2 separate regions of the Pan troglodytes genome follow, and region 1 is linked to region 2. The links are chromatin contacts, called in public Hi-C maps. All regions are on one chromosome and are shown on one strand. Each heading gives the region's core, a stretch centred on a gene start, on an enhancer-like site or on the middle of the called end of the contact. The rest is flanking DNA. Distances are from core to core; before and after follow the strand shown. Region 1 overlaps GALNT17 (polypeptide N-acetylgalactosaminyltransferase 17). Region 2 holds the start of GALNT17 (polypeptide N-acetylgalactosaminyltransferase 17).

Region 1 (7,159 bases), core at 2,415-4,914, 500 kb before region 2:
TGTCTCTACTAAAATACAAAAAATTAGCCGGACATGGTGGCTGTGCCTGTAGTCCCAGCTACTTGGGAGGCTGAGGCAGGGGAATCACTTGAACCTGGGAGATGGAGGTTGCAGTGAGCCAAGATCGCGTCACTGCACTCCAGCCTGGCAACAGAGCAAGACTCTGTCTCAAAAATAAATAAATAAATAAAAATAAATAACAATAGCAACAACAAAGTAATGAGAGCTAGCATGTAACTGTGTTTTCAGCACTTTACATTTATTAACTCCTTGTTAATTCGATCACGTAATAACATGATGAGTTATGTGCTACTGTGCTCCCCATTTTACAGATGAAGAAACTGAGGCACAGAGAGTTTAAGAAAAAATAGCTCTAAGTCATCCGACTCTATCCCAGGTTGAGCTGGGATTTGAATCCTGGCCATCTGCAGATACTACTCCTCTATTTTTGCTATGCATTTCTCTTCTTTTTGTCCCCAGCTTACAGTCTGTTCTCCATCACTTCCACACCCTCTTACTGTTTTACCTCTTGTACCACTGACCTATCACTGCACTCACATGGCAAAACCACAACCTGGGATTGAACCAACCACCTGCATTTTCTGGACCAATACCCCAACGACTGAATAAGACTGGAGAAAAATGTACAGGCACACAGAGTTGTCACTATCAATGTATGTCCTCAAACCTAAACTGGCCACTTGATACAGCCAGAGAAGCCTGCTAAGTCTACCCGGAAAACTCCTTCTTGGGTCTTCACTGCAGCTATTTCAGTCTTCCCTGTTCTCAGATCTCCAACCACTTCTCACTTTCAGCTGATGACGTCGCCTGCTATTTATTGGAGCAAACGGAAACCACCCAGTGGGAAGTCACTCAGTCCTCTGTTGCCAAACCAGTTTGCCTCCACCTGAACCAGATTCCCACCTACCCTCCTGTTACAGGGGAGATGTGGCCCTTCCCCTATGTGTTGGATCTGTCCATCCTCCTTCCTTGGGAGCCTATCCCACCTGTCCCCACTGCCTCTTCCCAAGTCCACCATCTTCCCCAGGGAACTGCAGTGTTCTAATAGTCTCCCTGTGTCCCCCACTCCCTGCTTCTAGCTATGAGCCACATCTCTTCTGCAGCAAGATTTTAAAGCACAGAGTATAGTGAACAACAATGTATTGCACATTTCAAAATATCTGGAAGAAAGAACTTGAAATGTACCCAATACATAGAAAAGATAAATACTCAGATGATGGATATACCCCAAATGGCCTGACTTGATCATTATGTCAGAGGCGTTTGAACCAGAGTGACTCCATCTTGAATAGGGGCTGGGTAAAATAAGGCTGAGACCCACTGGGCTGCCTTCCCAGGAGGTTGAGGCATTCTTAGTCACAGGATGAGATAGGAGGTTGGCACAAGATACAGGTCATGAAGACCTTGCTGATAAAACAGGTTGCAGTAAAGAAGCCAGCCAAAACACACCAAAACCAAGATGGTGACGAGAGTGACCTCTGGTCATCCTTACTGCTACACTCCCACCGGCGCCATGACAGTTTACAAATGCCATGGCAACGTCAGGAAGTTACCCTATATGGTCTAAAAAGGGGTGGCATGAATAATCCACCTCTTGTTTAGCATATCATCAAGAAATAACCATAAAAATGGGCAACCAGCAGCCCTGCCTATGGAGTAACCATTCTTTATTCCTTTAATAAACTTGCTTTCACTTTACTCTATGGACTTGCCCTGAATTCTTTCTTTCATGAGATCCAAGAACCTTCTCTTGGGGTCTGGATCAGGACCCCTTTCTGGTAACAATTACACATTCTATGCAGGTAACAAAATTTCCCATGTACCCCATAAATACATACAAATATAATGTGTAAACAAAAATGAAATTCTAAGGCCCCTCAACCATCCGAATATACTTCCTCCTTAGCCACGGCTATTTTAAAATTTAACCCGAGAGACTGTTTCAGGCCATGATGGGAAGTGGGGGTCAGACAGGCCTCATGATATCTCTCCAGCATTAACATCAATACAGACTTTAAGTCTGGTAAGAAACATTTTACAACCTCTTTTCTCTAAAGCCTAGTACCTAAAAGCTTCCTCTGCAAATAAGAACTTGGGTCTCCATAATCGTTTATCTGAACCCGGGCATTCCTCTTTTTTTTTTTGAGACGGAGTCTCACTCTGTCACCCAGGCTGGAGTGCAGTGGCGAGATCTCGGCTCACTGCAACCTCTGCCTCCCGGGTTCAAGCAATTCTCCTGCCTCAGCCTCCTGAGTAGCTGGGATTACAGGCGCCTGCCACCATGCCCAGCTAATTTATGTACTTTTAGTAGAGACGGGGTTTCACTGTGTTGGCCAGGCTGGTCTTGAACTCCTGACCTCATGATCCACCCGCCTTGGCCTCCCAAAGTGCTGGGATTACAAGCGTGAGTCATCATGCCCGGCTGGCATTCCTTTTTACGGATCCCAGGTCTTCAGATAAACTCAGCCAATTGTCAACCAGCAAAATTTTTAATCGACCTATAAGCTGGAAACCCCCCGCTTCGAGTTGTCCAGCCTTCCTGGACCAAACCAATGTATTTCTTTTTTTCTTTTTCTTTTTTCTTTTTTTTTTTTTTTTGAGATGGAGTCTCGCTCCGTCGCCCAGGCTGGAGTGCAGTAGTACCACCTCGGCTCACTGCAACCTCCGCCTCCCAGGTTCAAGCAATTCTCCTGGCTCAGCCTCTCGTGCAGCTGGGACTACAGGTACTGGCCACCACGCATGGCTAATTTTTGTATTTTTAGTAGAGACAGAGTTTCACCATGTTGGTCAGGCTGGTCTCGAGGTCCTGACCTCAGGTGATCTGCCCGCCTCAGCCTCCCGAAGTGCTGGGATTACAGGTGTGAGCCACCGTGCCCAGCTTATATTTCTTAAATGTATTTGATTGATGTCTCATGTCTCCCTAAAATGCATAAAACCAAGCTGCGCCCCAACCACCTTGGGCACAAGTTCCCAGGACTTCCTGAGGGCTGTGTCCCAGGCGATGGTCACTCACATTCGGCTCAGAATAAATCTCTTCAAATATTTTACAGAGTTTGACTCTTTTTGTCAACAAACGGACCCCCCAAAAGTGCAAATCTGACCATGGCACTCCCCATCTTCAGTGGCTCCACATGGCCCTTAGGAGGTCTAAATTCTACATGGACAGAAAGATGGAAGTAATAGACACTGGAGACTCCAAAAAGCGGGAGGGAAGGAGGGGGGTGAGGGTTGCAAGATTATCTGTTGAATACAATGTACAATATTTGAGAGATGTCACTGCCCGAGGGGTTCTTCCTGCCCACTGCATAAAGAAAGACCACAGTATTGTAGTAGAGAGAGTTTAATAGACAGGAGGCCAGTCACACCATGTGTGTGGGCACGGGCTGGGCCCTTGGGCCCTCCACCCAAGCTCCCCAACCCCCTTTGTCTCTGCCTTGCCCGGGGCTGGCTCCCTTCTCAATGCTTGATGTCGCTGAGCACATGACTTCAAACTGAAACAAAAAAATGTGCTTTTTCCTTTGGACCCTACCTGCAAATGCCAATTACGCCTTGGATTTGCCAGCAGCTGGTAGGAATGAGTGAGAGGCTTGTCTCTGAGATGACTCATTTCCTCTCTGGTATTTGCAAGGAAGCGAGGAATGAGCAACCAGAAACAGAGCTTCAAGAACAAATTCCACCCTATAAATGCTGCGAGGATCCTCTCGGGGCCCTCAGAGGGCAATGAGGCATGTTATATGAAGATTAGCAGAGAGAACAGAAATCCCCTACATAAATAAATAAATAATGAGCCGGTAAATACTGACAGCCGCATTCATTTCCTCGGCCACATTTCCCTTTAACACTCCCTGCCTGGTAAAAGAAGTTTGCTTCTGAATAAGAAGGACTTCGGGAGAATCCTCCCCAAGCCATCAGCCGACAGGAGAGCTATCCCGGCCCCCAGGACAAACTGCGTAGCCTCAGTCTGCCCCTTTGCAGGGGGTCAGGTTAGGCAGGCCATGATTTGAAGCCCCATCCTATGATTTTATGATGCAAACTCCCCACATTGCACTAGAGTGTTCCATATTGGGAAACCTTCCCAACCCACAGCCGGGCTGTGCCTGGGACATGGCGAGTGAGAATGGCAGGGACTATGTTTTCTTCACTGACACCTTCCCAGTGCCATTCTCTGTGAACCACATTTAAGCACCCCCTAGAACTAAATAATCAATAATCAACCTTTTTTTTTTTTTTTGAGACAGAGTCTCACTCTGTCGCCCAGGCTGGAGTGCAGTGGTGCGATGTTGGCTCACTGCAACCTCCCACTCCCGGGTTCAAGCGATTCTCATGCCTCAGCTTCCCAAGTAGCTGGGATTACAGGCGTGTGCCACCATGCCCAACTAGTTTTTGTATTTTTAGTAGAGACAGGGTTTTGCTATGTTGGCCATGCTGATCTCGAACTCCTGGCCTCAAGTGATTCACCCACCTCGACCTCCCAAAATGCTGGGATTACGGGCATGAACCACCATGCCTGGCCAAGATAAATAGTATTTTGATGCAATGTTTAATAAATCCAAAATCATGCAGAAAATCGACGGTGAGCAAAATGTCAGAAGTTGAAATAAAGACAGACTCCCCAGGCTCACAATCCTCCCCCTGGTCTGGGCCCTGAGAGAAGGAGTTTCCACCAGCCCTTCTCACTTGCTACATTCTGGTTGTATTTTCCATCCATGTCTAGCATGGTCCCAGATTCTCTCCTCATCCTTGTCCCCAACACACACAGACCCACAGATGCATTAGATGTATTCAGCTCGGCTGAAAGTGCTTGTGCTTTTGAGCTTGGTCGTAGATATCACTCTACTCACCCAAGTCAGAACAAGGCCCCTCATGGACACTCTCACCCCATCAGAGCACCTACTGCCTTCTCCTTTCTTTGAGGGCTAGGGCTGGATCTTGTGTAATATTTGAACCCCAACACCGGGCAATGGGAATCCCATCCATATCACAGGAATGAATGCATGCATGGACAACCTGAAATAGGGCAGGCAGATCTCAGTGCTCCCCGCACCCTGCAGGTGGTCCCCCAGGGCCTTGCTTCCAGGGACAAAAGCTCACAGTGGAAAAGCAGCCTGCTCCACAGTGGAAAAGCTTGGCCGGACACAAGGCTGTTCCTTATCTTGAGCCTTAATGGTCCTTGTAAGAGCATCTTTTCAGGTATCTGAAGAAAGGGCTCTCTTAGCCCCAGTCTTTTTTCTTTTTCTTTTTTTTTTTTTAGACTAAACATCTTCAGGTCCTTTAAAGACTTCTTTAAAGGGCTGGATGCAGTGGCTCACACCTGTCATCCCAGCATTTTGGGTGAACAAGGCCAGAGAATTGCTTGAGGCCAGGAGTTTGAGACCAGCCTGGGCAACAGAGCAAGACCCCTGTCTCTACACACACAAAAAAAGAATAACTCAGCTGGGCGAGTTCACCCATTCAAATGCTAATCTCTTCTGAAAACACCAGCACAGACACGTGCAGAATTAATATTTAATCCGGGCACCCTGCGACCAGTGAAATTTACCTATGAAATTAACCATCCCAATATTGCACCTCAGCTCAAAACCCTCCCATGGCTCCCATTCTACTCAGAGTACACACCAAGATCTACATGATGGCAAATGGTTCATCCTCCTCCTTCCTTCCCTTATCTCCTCTCACTCTCACCTTTGCTGATGCCACTCCGGCCACAGTGGCCTCCTTGCTCTTCCTCAACTGGACCAAGCTTGTTCTTGTTGAAGGGCTGTTGAATTTCCCATCCTTCCCACATGGAATATTCTTCCTCCAGAAGCCCACAAGACTTGTTCCCTTACTTCATTCAGATTTACTACTGAGTCTGGGCATGGTGGCTCACACCTAATCCCAGTGCTTTGGGAGGCCAATAAGGGGTGATCGCTGAAGCCCAGGAATTCCAGACCAGCCTGGGCAACATAGTGAGACCTCTCTAAAAAATATTAAAAATTAGCTGGGTGTGGTCGTGCATGTCCATCAGTACCAGCTACTCAGGAGGTAGAAATGGGAGGATCGCTTGAGCCCAGGAGGTTGAGGCTACAGTGAGCTATGATCATACCACTGCACTCCAGCCTGGGCAACAGGGCAATTGTCTCAAGAAAAAAAAAAAAAAGTAAAAATAAAAATAAAAGATTTACTACTTAAACACTTCCTTACACCACAATGTTCCCTGGCTACAGAATGCAAAACAATCTCCCCTCTGCCTTCCAATCTCTCTCTCCTTTCTCCAAATTATGTATTTATTTGCTCATTGTCCACTGCAACAGGCAGGAATTGTATCTGTTCTGTTCCTTCCTGCATTCCCAGGGCCATAATAGGGCCTGGTACCCAGTAAGTGCTCATTGAACAACTGAATGAATAAATGAATTGAAGTACCTGTACCCTAATTTATCAGCATCAACACATACTATTCTTGGGTAGTATTCTAACGACGTGGCCTATCTCAAATTTGCTTATTTTCTTTAAATCTGAAATGGCACTTCTCCCTTGGGTCCTCAATATCAAGCTCCATGATTTCCGGATTGCACTGGAAGATCCAAACACTTTGTCCTGGCTGTTTTCAGCTCTTGCTGAATTCAGTCTCTGGCCTGCCTTTCAGTATGAGGTGCCCTGGTATTTTTAGAAGAGCACTTCTCATGTGTTTGTGAGGGCCAATTACACCAGCTGCCTCTCTGGGTATGTTTCCATTTGCTGGCTGATTTTTACATTCCATGCAAACATTGATGAGATTGTCCACTAAATGGGTATCAATCCTAACAAGCATCAATGAAATTCCGGTTCTGGGTGTCCTTGGCCACCATAGCTACCCGGTGAAACTCATTAGGGTCCATGAAAAGAGATAGAAATGCAGAGTCAGCCAGACAAAAAGAGGTCAAGGAAAGGAGGAGGGGATCAGTGCACTGGGGGCCTTATGGGTGTGTTAGGGCAATGCTGAGACCTTCATCCAGACTGGATGTTCTGAGTTTATCCTTGGCTTTTTTGGCATGGGAGCTTTGCCAAGGGAAGGCTGTTCCTTATCTTGAGCCTTAATGGTCCTTGTAAGAGCATCTTTTCAGGTATCTGAAGAAAGGGCTGTTTAGGTGGTATTGTGAACCTGGTGACTTTGGCCTGG
Region 2 (6,674 bases), core at 1,553-4,052:
CGCCTGTCATCCCAACACTTTGGGAGGCCCAGGCAGGAGGATTGCTTGAAGCCAGGAATTCGAGACCAGCCTGGACAACCTAGCAAGACCCTGTGTCTACAAAAAATTAAAAAATTAGCAGGGCATGGTGATGCACACTTGTAGACCCAGCTACTTGGGAGGCTGAGGCCAGAGAATGACTTGAGCCCAGGAGTTTGAAGCTTCAGTGAGCTATGATTGCACCACTGCACTCCAGCCAGGGTGACAGAGCGAGAAGACCCTGTCTCAAAAAAAAAAGAAAAAAAAAAAAACATAAAGAAACTGATACTAAAATAACCTGTGTCCCTGAGAAAAGCCTGATGAGGGAAACCAGGTTATCCTTTGAAGTTCCTATGGATATGTCTACGGCAGGAATCTATCCCAAATTATAAGGCCACCCCGTAAGTTTCTGATTCCTACAGAAATGAACTATGGGTTTTTGTCGCATTCTGTGCCATATTTCTGACATCTGAGAGAAGAGCTTCTGCATTACTTCCGTGGGCTACCCTGACAGTCAGCCCATATACCCTGCAAGTTCAAGGCATCCCCTGGATATCTGTCAAATGGCTTCGAGAAGACCGCAGCTTCCTTTCACCTGCTCAGAGATCTGACCACCCCTCTCCCTCCATCCCATCCCTCCCCCAGTACCCAGCAGGGATCTTTGGTGAGCCTGAAAAGAACCATTTGCCATCCTCCTTCTCCCTGCCCCTTGCCACCACAGTGAAGACAGTTGAGATCCTCCAATGTGAGAAGGTATATGTCTGTATTTGCAATTCCACATATTTCTGTTTTCAACAAACCTAATACTCCTTTCACTTAGGGGAAAACCATGGATAGAAGTTTGTGCCTAAGAGGTCAAGCGCACAGGCTCTGTGGTCAACCAGACACAGGGTTCTGATTCCAAACTCTACTATTATTCCGATTACAGAGGTTTGAGGCGCAGTTATATCTTATTTAACACAGGGCAACTTAGTTAACCTCCCCTCGCTTAGTCTTCTCATTTCCCCTCTGGGGATGGGTGGAGCCTCGCTGGACAGATGTGAACATACAGTGAGATAATGTACTTGTAATGTCTTTGCACGCATCTGGCACAGAGCAAGAATTCCATCAGTTATTATTATCACGATCTTCCTGATTATCTGCAGTTCGTTTGAGAACATGAGTTACAAGCTCAGAAAGGGAGGAGGTAGTCTGTACCTAAGTACGTATCTGCCTTGGATAACCCCACGCATCCTGGAAACCTGCCTGTACTCAGGTAGGTAACACTCACTCTGAGGTTGGGGACAGCTAGTGTCCAATGACCTGGCCCAGGTGTGACGAGAGCACATAAAAAGTCTCCCTCTTCTCCTGAAGTACTGAGCACAACATTTTAGATGGGACAGATTCTGACAATTGTCACTAATGGGATGCCACATCTCTCTTTGCTACATTCTGGAAACTTCGCAGGCCCACCCTGAGCTTTAACAATCGCCCCTCCGCAGCCCCCAAGGAGAAACACAGGCGGCAGGAAGGGAGGAGTCCTCATTCTTAGCTGAGCAGCTCGCCTCATAGACAGATGACATATTCCTCCCATATACTACCTAAGCGCATTAGCTCCGCGACCTGGGGCCTTGACTTTGTCTGCAGACATCTAAGCCCTCCAATCTCCCAGGCTCCCTACTGGTACCACACCAAACGCTGGGCTCTAACACTATTTTCCTCCTACACGTCTGCCCGCGCGCCTCCAGTCCCATTTGGCCGCTCCACTAGTTTCTGCGCTCGGGCTGGAGTCGCCAGGGAATGATTTCCAGTCCGCACGCGGGGACCGGGAGCCAACTGTACTGACATGTTTCCAGGATAAAACCAAATTTGCAGGTGGGGCACAGAAAAGAATCAGGCAAGTTGTTCTTTCCAGCAGCCCCGGCCATCTGCCCGAAACGGGGCAGGAAGGGTAAGAAGGAGCGCGCGGGAGCCAGGATGTGCCGGCTCCCAGGCACAGGACGCAGCGCGCAGGGACCCTGGGGCTCACCCTGTGCCTGGCCCGTCCGCGCCGAGCCCCGGAGGCGCCGGCGTGCGTCCTTACCATTCAGCTGCCGGTACACGATGTCCTCCAGCAGCGACAGGCGCTTCAAGACCGCATCCTGGATGGGGCTGGCGCTGTGCGCGCTGAGGTTGGCCACCTCGGCGCGCGGCCGGATCTCGTGGAAGGCGTCTCCGCTGCGCACCGCGATGGGCCGGCACTTGGCCAGGAAGAGCACGAAGCCAGCTACCGCGATCAAGTTCAACACCAACAGCACTTTGACTCTTCTCAGTGAAGCCATCAAACAGCCCGGCCGGCCCTCGCCCCGGACCCGCGCCCCCTCGGGCTCCGGCGAGGCGCGGGGCAGCCAGGGGCCGTGCAAGCCTCACACACCAGACGGCCGGCAGGGATCCAAGCCCCTGCTCGTCCCACCTCAAGGATGCTCGGGCGGCGGAGACGGCTGGGAGGTCGGGTTGGTGGTGGGGAGAACGGAATCGCTCACATGGAAGTCCTCGCTCTGCAGAAGTGCTCCCCGAGACGCCTGATCAGTCCACGGCGCACGACCCCTTCCAGGCGTCTCCGCGAAAGGCCAGGAACTTGGGGGTTTCTCTTCTGCACCAGCAAGTGGTTCGCCTCTGGACCTCTAGCCGCCGGCGCCGCGGACTCCGAGGCCGGCAGGCGGGGCTGCCCGGGAGGCGCAGAGGGAGCGGCGCGCAGGTGCCGGGCTCAGGGATCGCCGCCCGCCCACGGCGGAGCGCGCTGCGCCTGGGGCCGCACAGCCTCCACCCTGGCCCGCAGGCGGCCGTCGCGGCGCGCCACCCGCGCTCTTCAGCGGAAGACCCGCTCCCCCGGGCGGGCGCCTTTGTTCCGCTCACCGACCCGCTCCATCGCTCCGGGCAGAGGGGAAGCCCGCTCGGGGCGCCCGCATCCTCCAGGCTCCGCAGTCACGCTCAAGTCTCAATTACTCTCAAAGTGGGAGCAGCACTAGGGGGCGGGCGCCGGGCCGAGCGCTACGTCCTCTCCGCCCCCCGCGCGGGGTCCACCCCACCCCGCCGGCAAACTCACCAGCGCGCACAGCGCCGCCGGCTCCCGGACACGTTCCAAGCCCCCAAACCGCGCCGAGAGCCTTCGGGGCCTTCAGGGCACACCGGCCTGTCTCGGAGCTGGCGCGTCGCGAGGCTGGCCGGAAGGAGTCGGACCTCAAAAGTCACAGCAGTTCTCTACCCCCTCCCAAAACGTCGCGGGCAGCGCAGCGGGGAGGTACGCGCGCCGAATCACCCTCCGCTCGCCAGATCCGGCCGCGCGGCTCGTCCCGCGCCCCCGGGAGCCAAACGCCGAGTCTCCCAATTGGCGGACGCGGTGACACCGCCGCTGCGGCACCGAGAGCCACACAGCCCCGGAGCTGAGGAGCCCGGAGGGGACGCGCAGGTGGCGGCGGAGGGCGGGGCGCGGTCCGAGGGGAGCGGCGGCGGCGCCAGCTCCTCCTCCGCCGCTCTTCGCCACCCTGTCCCCGAGAGGCTGTCGGCCGCCGCCGCCTCCCGCAGGCTGCCGAGCGCACAGCTCCCCGTCTCGCCGACTCGTGCGCGCGCACCCGGGCAGGGCGGGGGCTTCTGGAGAGTGGGGACCGCGCGGGATGGAGGCAGTCAAGGCATGCTGGCTGCGGCCGGCGCTGGAGGGACCCTTTAGTTCTCAGTACTCCCCGAGCGGGCGGGTTCGTTCCATCCCGGTTGGCGATGAAGACATCCTTTTCTGTGTGCTCGCGGCTCCGCGCTGCGTGGCCAGGAATGGCTAGAGGGAAAATCTGGCCTGGAGGCTCGGATTCTGAGACTTTCGGAGCCAGGCCGGGCGTGAGCGGGCTTGAGGGGGTTCTCTGCGTGCGAGAATTCTAACCTACCCATTCACTGCTTCTAGGCCCACCCACTGCTCTGTTCAAATTTTATTATAAGAAGCATATTCATTTGGCTCCTGGTTTTCCACTACCTCTTCCTCTTCCCAAAACCCAGGAACTCGAAATACTGGAATTCAACGCCCCCCCCCCTCCCCGTTGATCCATTTAATTCCTTGGGTCTAAAATAGAAATCAGGCCGCCAACTAATAAAAATCAGGCAGCAAAGCTAAACGGAGCTGGTCGTTTTCCCCTCATCATTTTGATCTCATTAAAGTTTTTGTTTTTGTTTTTGCGGTTGTTTTGGTTTTTTCTGGGGCTTGGTTTCTTGTTTTGTTTTTGCCTGTGTATTAAGTTTTGATTTTTAACATAGAAATGTATATGCAAAAAAATAGTCTTTTTATTTCATTCGCTTGGAATTCTCTGCCTGGGTGCAATCGGGTCCTCAGGGCGCATGCTTTGTATAATCTACCTGAAAGTGGACACAAAACAGTTAAAAAGGCACAAGGGATGATTTTTAGCCACACATGTTAGGCAAGAGAGAGGCTGTGTGGGAAGAAACTTGGGTTACTGAGCATCTCATGGAGTATCCAGTTGAGTTGGGTGTTATTATAACCACACTACCGATGGAGCTAGCACAATCAATGGAAGCTTCTGCAAAAATAATTTTTGAGCATTCACTCAGCCGCAGGACTGAAGCCAGGGAGGCTGAGGCATTGGGCTAGGGTGCCCGAGCAGCAGTAAGTGGCTCTAAGTATGTGCTTGAGGCTGACTCTCAAGTGTGTGCATATTTGGGAGTGGGAGACAGGAAACAAAGTAGAGGAAACAGCCTCAGAGTAATTGAGAAGTTTCCAGGCAAATTTCAATTTCAGAGAGATTTTTGTGCTTTCTCTAAAGCCAGAGAGGTCCCTGATGCAAATTAACTTTTGGCTTTATCATGCATCCTCCAGGAGCCTCCTCTCAGCTCCTGCACGCATTCTGGGCAGCTTCTGTGTTCAAAAATGACACTGGACACTACTCAATGAGTGACCCACTGTCATGGCCTCATCCTGAACCCTGTATTCACAGAGGAGCCTTCCACTCCTGCAATCCTGCACTAAAATCCCAGCCTGTTATTACTGTTCCCTAGCTTTTTACCTCTCCCATTCTCAACTCCAAACAAACATATTCTCCAGCCAACAACTTCCTTCTCCTTCCCAGGTGTCCATGCCTCTCTATCCCCTCTGGAGTTCCTTCCCTCCTCTTCCTGGAGTTCATGGTTACTCATTTATTTCAAACACATTCCTAATAGCGCCTGCTATTAAGGATCATGCACATGTATATCATATTTTTCCACTGCCCCAGCCTAGCAATCCCCAACTCTGAATCAATTTCACCTTCTTCTTTCTCAACCCAAGGACAAAGGCAAGAGCAAGTGTACCCAGGGAAAAACCACATCATCTCAAAGCCTGCAGGCATTTCCAATTGGTGGTGTCTAACCTTACGTGGGCCTTCGATTCTACTCAAAAGCACTATTCCATGTCCCTAGCCAGCTCCTCTCCCTAGAGACACCCTAGCTAGACTTCAGGAGTTCATGAATAGCTCTCAATCAGATGAAAAAATGTATCTGCATGTTACATAGACATTTTTCTGGGGAAAAGACCTGTAAGTTTCATCAGATTCTCAACATAGTCAATGACCCTAAAAGTTTAAGGACCTGCCTAGCACGTTATATATGCAAAAACATAATCAACTAAACGTTTATTATATACCAGCTGCTTCTGAAACCAACAAAACTACACTTCAGTGGCTGTGTGGTCTGCTTGCCATAAGGTCTGGGTTCCAGTCCCATTTCGGTCACCAAAGAATAAATCTGTTCTTGACTTTAAAAGAAGAAATTTATCTTGGATGGCACCCAAAACCGTTCCCAGTCATAAAACTCAGTTTAACTACAAAAGCTTTATCAAAAGAGTTTCTTTGGTTGGTTGGTTGAGCAAACTGAAAGGAAAGATACCAATGGTATTTCTGTGCAAGGATTTTTTATTTCAAATACATTTTTCACTCAACCATGGTTCAAATAACATATGCCTTTGACATGACTCTGTCCCCTTTGTTTGTCTGTTAAAAATGTATCGCATCTCATCTGAGTCCATTACAGGAGTTAAAATACTTGGAGTTTCGCCAAGGGAAACCAGGGACTCATCTCTCTACAGAGGTTTGGCCAACTCATTTACTCTTGCTAGAATTGGCGAGGCAAAGCCTTCACTCTCATAAAACCCTGAGCATTGCAAAAGATACTGGAGTTTTGGTTGTTATAATTTCAACTTTCATTTTAGATACAGAGGGTATACGTGCAGGTTTGTTACATGAGTATATTGTGTGATGCTAAGGTTTGGGGTACGGATTCTGTCACCCAGATACTAATGAGCATAGTAACCAATAGAACCAATAGGTAGTTTTCTTTCTTTCTTTCTTTCTTTCTTTTTTTTTGAGAGGAGTCTTGCTGTTGCCCAGGCTGGAGTGCAGTGGCACGATCTGGGTTCACTGCAACCTCCACCTCCTGGGTTCAACCGATTCTCCTGCCTCAGCCTCCCAAGTAGCTGGGATTACAGGCAGGGCCACCACGCCTGGCTAATTTTTGCATTTTTAATAGAGATGGGGTTTCGCCATGTTGGCCAGGAAGGTCTCGAACTTCTGACCTCAGGTGATCTGCCTGCCTCGGCCTCCCAAAGTGCTGAGATTACAAGAGTGAGCCACTGTGCCCGGCTGGTAGTTTTTCAATCCATTTCCCCC

What was found. A called contact is a pair of places that touch in the nucleus more often than the background predicts.
Region 1: a contact with region 2 is called in a Hi-C map of stem cell-derived neural progenitor cells, with 2.3 times the contacts expected there. The contact joins the enhancer-like site here to the promoter of GALNT17 in region 2. A contact is called at or near these places in 1 of 7 Hi-C or Micro-C datasets (stem cell-derived neural progenitor cells) and 1 of 1 datasets of contacts at active chromatin or transcription factors (stem cell-derived excitatory neurons).

The regions. Positions count from the first base shown.
Region 1 is chr6:80,254,401-80,261,559 of NHGRI_mPanTro3-v2.0_pri, reverse strand. The region is part of intron 6 of GALNT17 (polypeptide N-acetylgalactosaminyltransferase 17); the gene reads right to left. Among named protein-coding and RNA genes, the nearest start is that of GALNT17, 500 kb to the right of the region's middle. Within about 2 kb of position 3,664, at least 8 of the 24 cell types and tissues checked have an H3K27ac peak or open chromatin away from gene starts, as enhancers often do. A contact at or near this core is called in stem cell-derived neural progenitor cells, where this site is marked.
Region 2 is chr6:79,751,560-79,758,233 of NHGRI_mPanTro3-v2.0_pri, reverse strand. GALNT17 (polypeptide N-acetylgalactosaminyltransferase 17) reads right to left here and starts at 2,802. Exons shown (of 11, transcript XM_016957563.4): 1 at 2,081-2,802. The coding sequence starts at 2,318.